Linked DNA regions of Mus musculus: region 1 is linked to region 2. A link is a contact called in public capture Hi-C data. All regions are on one chromosome and are shown on one strand. Each heading gives the region's core, a stretch centred on a gene start, on an enhancer-like site or on the middle of the called end of the contact. The rest is flanking DNA. Distances are from core to core; before and after follow the strand shown. Region 1 overlaps Marchf7 (membrane associated ring-CH-type finger 7). Region 2 overlaps Tanc1 (tetratricopeptide repeat, ankyrin repeat and coiled-coil containing 1).

The links. Capture Hi-C pulls out chosen DNA fragments and counts their contacts.
Region 1: a capture Hi-C map of embryonic stem cells shows a contact between it and region 2, with 3 times the contacts expected there. The contact joins two enhancer-like sites. A contact is called at or near these places in 1 of 115 datasets of contacts at active chromatin or transcription factors (embryonic stem cells) and 1 of 9 other capture datasets (embryonic stem cells).

What each region holds. Positions count from the first base shown.
Region 1 is chr2:60,232,172-60,237,122 of GRCm38.p6, forward strand. Marchf7 (membrane associated ring-CH-type finger 7) reads left to right here. Exons shown (of 10, transcript NM_020575.2): 4 at 29-196; 5 at 1,728-2,826; 6 at 4,583-4,755. Among named protein-coding and RNA genes, the nearest start is that of Marchf7, 25 kb to the left of the region's middle. Within about 2 kb of position 2,735, at least 14 of the 459 cell types and tissues checked have an H3K27ac peak or open chromatin away from gene starts, as enhancers often do. A contact at or near this core is called in embryonic stem cells, where this site is marked.
Region 2 is chr2:59,772,080-59,776,768 of GRCm38.p6, forward strand. Tanc1 (tetratricopeptide repeat, ankyrin repeat and coiled-coil containing 1) reads left to right here. Exons shown (of 27, transcript NM_198294.3): 7 at 274-460. Among named protein-coding and RNA genes, the nearest start is that of Wdsub1, 110 kb to the right of the region's middle. Within about 2 kb of position 3,267, at least 25 of the 459 cell types and tissues checked have an H3K27ac peak or open chromatin away from gene starts, as enhancers often do. A contact at or near this core is called in embryonic stem cells, where this site is marked.

The sequences.
Region 1 (4,951 bases), core at 1,485-3,984, 460 kb after region 2:
CTCATAAAACTTCTTCCATTACTTTAAGATTCTTCTTGGAGGCATAGTCAAGTTCCCAGATCTTCATCAATGGTACTTGGTTCATTTGGAACAGACTTGATGAGAGAAAGGAGAGATTTGGACAGGAGAAGAGAGTCCTCCATCAGCAATCTTATGGATTATAATCACCGAAGTGGTGATTTCACAACTTCATCATGTATGTAGAAACTATATTGTTAAATATAGCTTATGTGTTATTACAAATGTTCCCTGTGTCATTATAAAACTACACTGGAGGGAATGAAATGAATTTTAGTTTCATACGGAGATATCAGAACTGTTTAGTTTTTTTTTTTTTTTTTTTTTTTTTTAGTATCTTTGTTTATTCTAAAAAATATAAACAGTCTAAAACATGTTCTTGACTATTTGGATTCTCTATGCTTTAAAAAATCTTAATATATGTTAATAAAGTATTATTTATAGCTAATTCTTCTATAGGATAGCGTGACTTGTCTATAACAGTTTTAATGAGTACTTTTAGCTGAATTATGAACTAACTCTATGTTGTGCTGTTTGTCACTATTTTATGTGTATGAGTGTATTTGCCTACTTGTGTGGCTATGCACTACTTGTGAGCCTAGTGCCCAGGGAGCAATACTGTGACAGATCCTATAGATTTGAGTTGCAGATGGCTGTGAGCCACCCTGTGGGTACAGGGAATAGAACCCACGTCCTCAAAAAAAAAAAAAAAAAAGCTAGTGCTCTTTCTAGCCCCTGACGTCATCATTTTAAGGATTACGTGGAACTGTATGATTTACTTGATTATAATTACATTTTGAAATGTACGGTTTTTCTCTCTTGCGTAAACTTAGCTTTTCAGAAGTGATCATATTTAAGTGAGTAACAGAAGAGTGCTGCTCAGAGTTAACAGTAACGTGGAGGAGTGGGGGTGGTGCTTCTTTTAATCACAGTCAGCAGATATAGGCTCAGCCTGTGGATAGTTTATTCTTTTGTGGTCCCAATAAGTTAATAGAGTAATAAATGTACCTCTTACACGGGGTAGATGGAAAGTGTTTTTTCATAAAAGACTAGTAGTGTTTGTGATCTCCACTCAGATTGAAACGGCCAGTTCAGGAGGTCTGTTTTTTATCTGGTTGACCTTGAGGCAAGGCCACCCTGAAAAGCAGAGGAACCTGGTGATCCTCCCTCTGCCACCCAAGTGCTGACAGGATCCCTCCTCCCTGTCTTGCTTTTGAAAATGCAGATTAGCAGAGGCCTGGATTGAGCACAGTTCCAGCCAGTGTTAAAGGACTAGACATTCTTACTTGTTAGCAAGGCATAGCATGAAATTATATGGGCCCTAAACATTTATGTAAAGTAATCTTCATATTTATTGCATAGAATAAGAAGAATCTTGAGAACTGTTTTCCTGGAATGCATATTTTTTTAACCATTACACTGTATTATTTGGCTTAAAGTTGTGTGTCAGTATCCGTTTCCCATTAATGCATTTCACTTGTGTCATCAGCTCTGTTTTTGAATTTGCAGTACTCTACTTTGAGTTTGTACTCTACTCAGGAGTACTTCAGAAGTAAATTTTTTCTTATAATAGTTAAACTGTTTGTTATAAGATAGATAGCATTTCATTTCAAACCCTAGTCTTTCAGTTTGGCAGGAGTCAATAAATGTGCATTCAATAATGCTTAAATTATTTCATAATTGGTTACCTTCCCTTCTTTCAAAAATAGATGTTCAAGAAAGAGTTCCTTCTTCATATTCACAGGGAGCAAGACCAAAAGAGAATGCAGTGAGCACTTTACAGTTGAATTCATCATCCACCAATCACCAATTGCCTTCTGACCATCAGACAGTACCAAGTTCTAGGGACTCCAGTAGAAGTTCTTTCAGATCACATTTTTCTCCAAGACAATCAGAATCTTTTCGCAACAGTTCACATCCTGCATTTTCATATTTTTCAAGTAGAAATGAAACTCCAACTATAAGCAATTCAGAAAGGGGTTCATCTCAGAGACCATATCGAGAATCTTCTGACAATGAAGGTAGGCGTACAACTAGGAGATTGCTGTCACGGATAGCTTCTAGCATGTCATCTACTTTTTTCTCACGAAGATCTAGTCAAGATTCCTTGAATACAAGATCTTTGAGTTCTGAAAATTATATTTCTCCGAGAACCCTGACTTCACAGTCTCGGAATAATGGAACCTCCTCGTCCTCTGACGTCAGTGAGGGCAGGGCAGCTGAAGCATCTCAGGGATTTAGATTTCTTAGGCGAAGATGGGGGTTGTCGTCGCTCAGCCAAAATCATAGCTCTGAACCAGAGGCAGAAAATTTTAACCAAGAATCAGAAGGTAGAAATTCAGGACCATGGTTGTCTTCTTCACTTAGAAATAGATGCACACCTTTGTTCTCGAGAAGGAGGCGAGAGGGAAGGGATGAGTCTTCAAGAATGTCTACGTCAGATGTACCACCTAGATCTCATATTTTCAGAAGAGATTCAAATGAAGTAGTTCATCTTGAAGCACAGGGTGACTCCCTTGGGGCTGCTGCCAACCGACCACAAGCATCTGGAGCGTCAAGCAGTGCTGCTGCAGGTGGCTCCACCCCAGAGTTGCCTCAGGGTGGAAGAAATCCAGGACTAACAGGGATTCTTCCTGGCTCCTTGTTCCGGTTTGCAGTCCCACCAGCACTCGGCAGTAATCTGGCTGACAATGTCATGATTACTGTAGATATTATTCCTTCTGGTTGGAATTCAACTGATGGGAAAAATGATAAAGCTAAAAGTGCACCTTCAAGAGACCCAGAAAAACTTCAGAAAATCAAAGAAAGGTAAATTTGAATATTAACAAACATTGTAAGCTAGATCAGATTAAAGATTTAAAATAGCTCTTGTTATCTAAATTTTCTTACAGACAAATGGTGATATAACCGTAAGGTAAGTTTTGGGGCATGAGTTTTACCAAGAAATGATGTGTGGGGCAGTGGTGGCACAAGCCTTTAATCCCAGCACTTGGGAGGCAGAAGCAGGCTGATTACTGAGTTCGAGGCCAGCCAGGGCTACACAGAGAAACCCTTGTCTCGGAAAAAAAAAAACAAAAAAACAAAAAAAAAAACCCCAAAAACCAAAAAGGTGGGGGGGGGGGGGAAGGAAGGATGAATCTGACATGTCTTAATTTATCTTGATACATACAAATGCAGATCAGTTTCTTTTTCCATAAATAGAGTTACTGCTAAATGGAATTGAGTTAGGAACAAGAACCAAATGGTAGCAAATTACCAATCTATATTAGCCTTCAATAAATTAATTGGCTTACCACTTATTTTTTTCTCAATTTTCCCTTTTAAAGATACACTTTAATATGGGTTATTTTCCTGATTTTAAACTTCCACAGTTTTATTTTAAAGAAACATTTACTCTCCCCTAGTACTCTTTAGCGTCACTACTTGTTCATGATAGCAGTTTCCGCTGATTGTAAGCGATCTGAAGATTGTAGCTTAGGTTTCTTACCTTCAAAGATGGCTTTATTGATCTTGACTGTTTACAGTGATGTACCGCTCTGCCTGGTTAGGTGGGTTTTGGTTTTATTTGGTTGGTTTTTGCTTTTTTTCTTTTTGAGATAGTCTCATTATTATGTAGCCCTAATTGGCCTGGAGCCAATAGAGATCTACCTGCTTCTGTCTCCCACATGTATTAAAGACACATACTACCACACCGCGTCCTAGATAATATAGTTTTAAAAGATCATTTATCTTGACAGAGTTTATAGTATGTGTTTTTATGTGTTTATTATATTTTAACCTCCTATATAAGGATTTTAAGACTACACTGATTGATAAACACAGAAAAATTGGATCTACTTAGTAAAATAGAGTTGAAACATGAAGGGAGACATGTTAAATACAAAACAGAATGTTTAGCTTTTCAGAGTCGTTTGTGCTCAATGTCGTGTTTCTGATTAAGCTAAGGCAGAAAGTCACCTTACATAAGTCCGTGTGTCCCTTTCTGTAAATGTCTTGCTAACTTGACTCACACTGTCCAGGCTGTATTCGTTCAATACTGTCCATTTATTGTATGCCTCTTTGATGTGCCATCAGTTAACTAACAAAATATGACTTTTAACAGAAAACTTTGCTTGTTAAAAGAGAATTCACATATAAATGGTACATGTTAGTCTGTTTATGAGGATAATAGAAAATGTGGGTTTTAACGATTAAGATGGTTCTGCAGTAACCTTGCAATTGTATTGCAGTTGACAAATGACATGTGTGTTACCCTTTACTGTTGGGTTTCCAGTAACCTAGAACACTTGAATAGTTAAAAATCTCAGTGATGTTGAAAAAGGTGGACTTAAGATACATTTCTGAAAACAAAAGGTGAGCCGTTTGAAGATGACCAGTGGTGCGGTGCAGCAGGCCTTAGTCGTGTCCACATTGTGTTCACAGTGGCAGGAACTCTCAGGTCACCCTCAGTGCTGCTTGCCGTACTCCTCAGTAGAAGTAGAAATGAAAGATTGAGATTCTGGATAATGAAATGGCTATTTAGGAGGAATTAAGATAGTTTTGAATTATGTGCCTTCTCTTTCAGCCTCCTTTTAGAGGACTCTGATGATGAAGAAGAAGGGGACTTATGTAGAATTTGTCAGATGGCAGCAGCGTCATCATCTAATTTATTGATAGAGCCGTGCAAATGCACAGGGAGCCTGCAGTACGTCCATCAAGAGTGTATGAAAAAGTGGTTACAAGCCAAAATTAATTCTGGTAAGATTCACCCTCTTAGAGAATTGTTTTCAGATTCTTTTTCTAAGATATATACATATTGTAGGTATTTCAACTAACAAATCTGTATACTATATATAATTATAATTTAACCAGTGTTTATGACATAGTCCATCTTAAACCACACTAAATGATAAATCAGACACAGTCACCATTTAGCAGCTGTGTATTTTGAGAA
Region 2 (4,689 bases), core at 2,017-4,516:
CCCACTGAAGCATTGCTAAGACTGCCCTTTTAGTTGAAACCTCAAAGGAGGCAACCAGAACAAAGAAAGACACATCTCTTTTAAGCATTTTGGAAAATCGTGTCTGTCCCTATTTAGCTACAGAAGTTAAAAAAAAATGTCTCCGTTTGTCTTGTGTTTAAGTTTCATCATTTTGGCGTCCAAAACAAAAACATGTGTTGAAGCACACATACTGTGTAAGCCGTGTTAACCCCTCCCTCCCTCTCTCCCTCCCTCCCTCCCTTCCCCTTGCAGTGCACAGCCCTGAGTCAAGGCATCAGCCCTTGTTCCACACTCACAAGCAGCACTGCCTCTCCCAGCACCGACAGCCCCTGCTCGACCTTGAATAGCTGTGTCAGCAAGACGGCAGCCAGCAAAAGTCCCTGCGAGACCATTAGCAGCCCCAGTTCCACCCTGGAAAGCAAGGACAGTGGAATTATAGGTAAGAAGCACACTACCTGGCAATGTAACGGCCCGATGCATGGCAGCCGGAGCACTATAGCCACCTCGTGAGAGGGTTCCTTGTGGCCCGTGAAGGTCAAACTGTAGACACACCCCCCGCCCCCCTTACTGCTGACAACTCGGGGGCTGCCTGCAGCCAAGAGAATGAATTTTAGCTTCTCTATTCCTTGATGTTTATTTTATATCACTGCACCCATATGCTTTTTTTTTTTCTTAAAACAAAAACAAAAACAAAACCCCTCCCACCTTCCCGGTCACTTCATTCCTTTGCATTAGGTCCCCTTAGGGCACCACAGCAGGGTAATGAAATGCCTGCAAATAAAGCAGTTTTCACAACCAGATCTCAAGGTTGCTTTCCCGCCTGATGACCTATGGGGCTTGTGTTCTCTGAATGTTGCTTATAATGGGATCTGGTCACTGTTTTGAGGCCAGGGTTTTCTAAGAAAGCCTTCCTGGGCCTCCTGGTAGATGCAGTCCTGCTGAGTTGAAGACTGAATTCTAATGGGCTTGAGCAATATTGAATTAACTCCTTCACATACTTCCTTGTCTAGAAAACCAAGGATTTCAGCTAATTCGTTAGCCCGTAGACCTGTGCGATATTAGAATCCAGTGACTCTGAGAGTGTTCATTTCCGTACCCCAGCCTGGACTGATTGTTCGTATGATCCTGCAGGCGTGCTCAGCGGTGGCAGAGCAGTGATCTAGGGTGTCTGCTTTCCACCAGCAGACGGGTACAGTCGGGTGGGACCCAAAGGCGTCACTCGAGCCTTCTGCTGTACAATCATGTTGATATCACAGTGGGCCTCTTCTGAACAGTTCCCGGCCTTCCCTTTGCTGGGCTATGGCCATGTCTTTGAGGAGCCGTTATGTGCCATCTTTCATCAGCTCCATAGTCACATTAATACGTAGTCAAATAGACCTCTGAGCTCCGTGTTCTCTGGTCACTTGCGCTTTCATCCAAGTATAATTTAAAAACCAAATCATGCGTTTATCCAGTTCAGACTTTGAAGATGCTCCTGAACCCCACACCCGTGAAAGTACTGGGGTCCCGCTGTAGATCTCTGCATGTATTGGGGAGGACCCAGCTACAGCCAGGAGGCTGATCTCGGTGGGACCGAACTCTTACGGATCCGTTTCATGTTGCACTCATTTCGGTTTCAAAATGTAATCTACGCCGGGCGTGGTGGTGCACGCCTTTAATTCCAGCACTCAGGAGGCAGAGGCAGGTGGATTTCTGAGTTTGAGGCCAGCCTGGTCTACAAAGTGAGCTCCAGGACAGCCAGGGTTATACAGAGAAACCCTGTCTCGGGAAAAAAAAATGTAATCTACACATAATAGTCATTCCCTTAAACTATCGGTTAACTTCTAGTATGTTCAAAATCAGGTACCTGTCCTTACAAGCTGGTCTTAGAACACGGTCGCCATTGCCACGAGTGACATTCCAGCAGCTTGAAATTGTTGTTTGAGCTGATTTGGGGAATTCTGTATGAATGGAGGCCTTACCGCAAATCCTTATTTATTTATTTATTTATTTATTTATTTATTTATTTATTTCCCAGCCTCAAGGCCTTTGCCTGAGCTGATCCAGCCAGTTGGCTTTCTCATCTTCTCTACCTCTTCTGCTTTGTGAATTCATTTCAGCAAGCTCTTCCTGCGGAGCAGCTTTGTTTGTGCTCTGTGTCTGTGCTCTCCTCCATGGACAGACCTTTGATGCTAATTCAGTGGTAGCCACACGAGACTTCCTTAGCTCTTGAAATGCCATGTCCTTCTGAGAATTTAATCTCCCTTCAAGGATTTGGCCACTGCTACCTTTTTGGGACAGACTTCTCATCTTTACTGTTAGCTTGAGTCTTGGCGTTGAGTGTGTCTCGATTTTAAAGGTGCCATTCAGGCTGGAGGTCAGACGTCTGCAAGCGTGTTCAGGAGCAGAGCCACCCATCTGCCATTTGCTTTTCCCTTGCTCAGGTGCAGGGCTGGAATGTTGAAACCGACTTGTTTTGCAATACAAGGTATCAGACTAAGGCTCAGTATGTGTGAACCAAGCAAAATACAGCTAAGCTCCATCCCCAGCCCCTGCTAGCATTTACACACAAGAAGCAAAGGCACTGGCTTAGCTTTCTGCTCTGCCAGGGAAGGACTAAACTGCCAGGAAGCTCCTAACTAACACTTGATTTTTGTAATCTCCCCCATCTCTGCTATGAGACTCTGTGGTCGATGCTCCCGCAGCCCACGGTGGTCTCCTTCAGTGTACTTACTATTTCATTTTGGCTCCATACGGATGAGAGCTGTGTTTTACCAACTCTGGGATCCGAGCCGAGTACCAGGAAGGCGATATTAAGGAGAGAATTGCTGCCAGTCTGCAATGGCCCTGAAGCAGCCACCTTCTAGTTGCCTTATAAAGAACTTCTTGAGATTCCTATTTTGAGTAGGTTTGTTAAAACTTTTACTATCACGGTGTCTTAAGTTCTTAGGACCATTTATGTCATCAACAGTGCTCCTTGGTCGATATTTTCCCTTAACTTGGCTAAGCATGAAGAGCTGAATAAATTGACATAAGAATGGGAAAGTGAGGGGGGGGGGGTTTAGCAGTCTCTTGAGATGAATGGGAGACCCCAGCTTCTGGGCACCAGGCTTGCACTGCATCGGTCAAGGCCCTGGGTAGGTGAGAGAGGCTGTGCTGGTGACCCGTGTGCCTCCGTTCTCTCTCCTCTGTGACCTGTGGCACTAAAGTCTGTTGCCAAGGTGTGGTAGGGAGGAGAAGGAAAAGAAGCAAGAATTTCCTCTCCAGGCTGACTTGAGCTGCAGGTGTCTGAAGAGGCCAGAGGGGAGGAGCATTCTCCTGCTGCAATCTCTGCAGGCTGTGCAGGTTCCCAAGCTGGAGCTGACAGGCATGGATGCTGTATTTGTGGCTCTGTGATTGCCGGGGTAGGACGTGTTTCTGTGTTCTGAAGAACTTGCTGAGTTTATGAACTGCAGCCTGTGGTCCCAGCTATTGGGCATCATAGGTGTTTAAGAAAGTAAAAGATTTAAGAACCCCTTGATCTGACTGGGCGGAAACAAAGGTCAAACACTCTGGTTTCCCACCTCAGAAGCCCTGGCAGCGCCTTTGTAGAATGTGTTGGAGAGGCTTTGAGTTCCAATGAGACACGGCTGGAAGAGAGGGGACCCAGCTTTTCTTTAACTTTCCATTTTAAGTAGGGGTAGCCACTTGAACTGGGGGAGCCAGCATTGAATAGCAAAGGCCCAGGCCTCCTGGGTTTTGTGTGCTTGGGGCAGCAAAAGGCTCAAAGCAGTGTTCTGAGCACAGTTTAGTCAGGGCATTAGGGGACATTTCAAAAAGTGCCAACCTGTCCTTGGAAATTCCTCAGTCTCCTCTTACTTCTTAGGCCGATTTCCAGCACGCTGATCGTGTTGAATCTAAATCACTCCACCCAGCAGATGCAGGGAGAGTAGCTTGTGTTGCCACATGCCCGGGCAGCTTCCTCAGATACCACAGGTACCCCGGCTGCATTGGGTTTCCACAGTTTAGCAAGGGGCCAGTGACCGTTAGAACATACTGGACCACCTTCCAATTCTTGCTCTGGGAGACCAGGGCTTAAGGAACTTCCCTGTGCCTCTTCACCCTTCTCATGTCATCTAGAAGGAAGCCCCACTTTATCCAAGAGGTCCAGGTTCTCCCGACATTCAAGTCTTTAGAAGCGCAGTGACTCTGTCATGTGGAAGTACTGGCTAAGCGGCTGGGACTAACTGCGTTCTCTGTGAGTGTCTTTATTTATTTTAAAGAAAAGTTCTTCTGGTGCCTGCTCTTAACTTACTGAAACCGTTGGTATTACCTGGATGCTGATTTTCAGATTTGCAGTGTGAAAACCTGCTAAGTGTGAACCCCAGATGTAGCGGTCACTGTAAAAACAACTTGCAGTCACTTGCTTTAAAAGAAAAGCTTTTATAAAGAAATGGCTTAAAAGGTGTTTCCTCTATGCCTCAGGAAATGTTTTCTTACTGACACCCCTTCAAGTTGCTTCCAACTGTTACAGGTGGAATTGTAATTTGTGTTAATCCCAGTTTAGGGGGAAAAGCCTCTCTCTCTCTCTATATATATATATAGATAGATAGATAGATAGATAGATAGATTATATAGATTATATATATATATATAAAATCTATTTACTAATAAAGTAAAAATGAATAAAAAATCTATTACTATATGGAA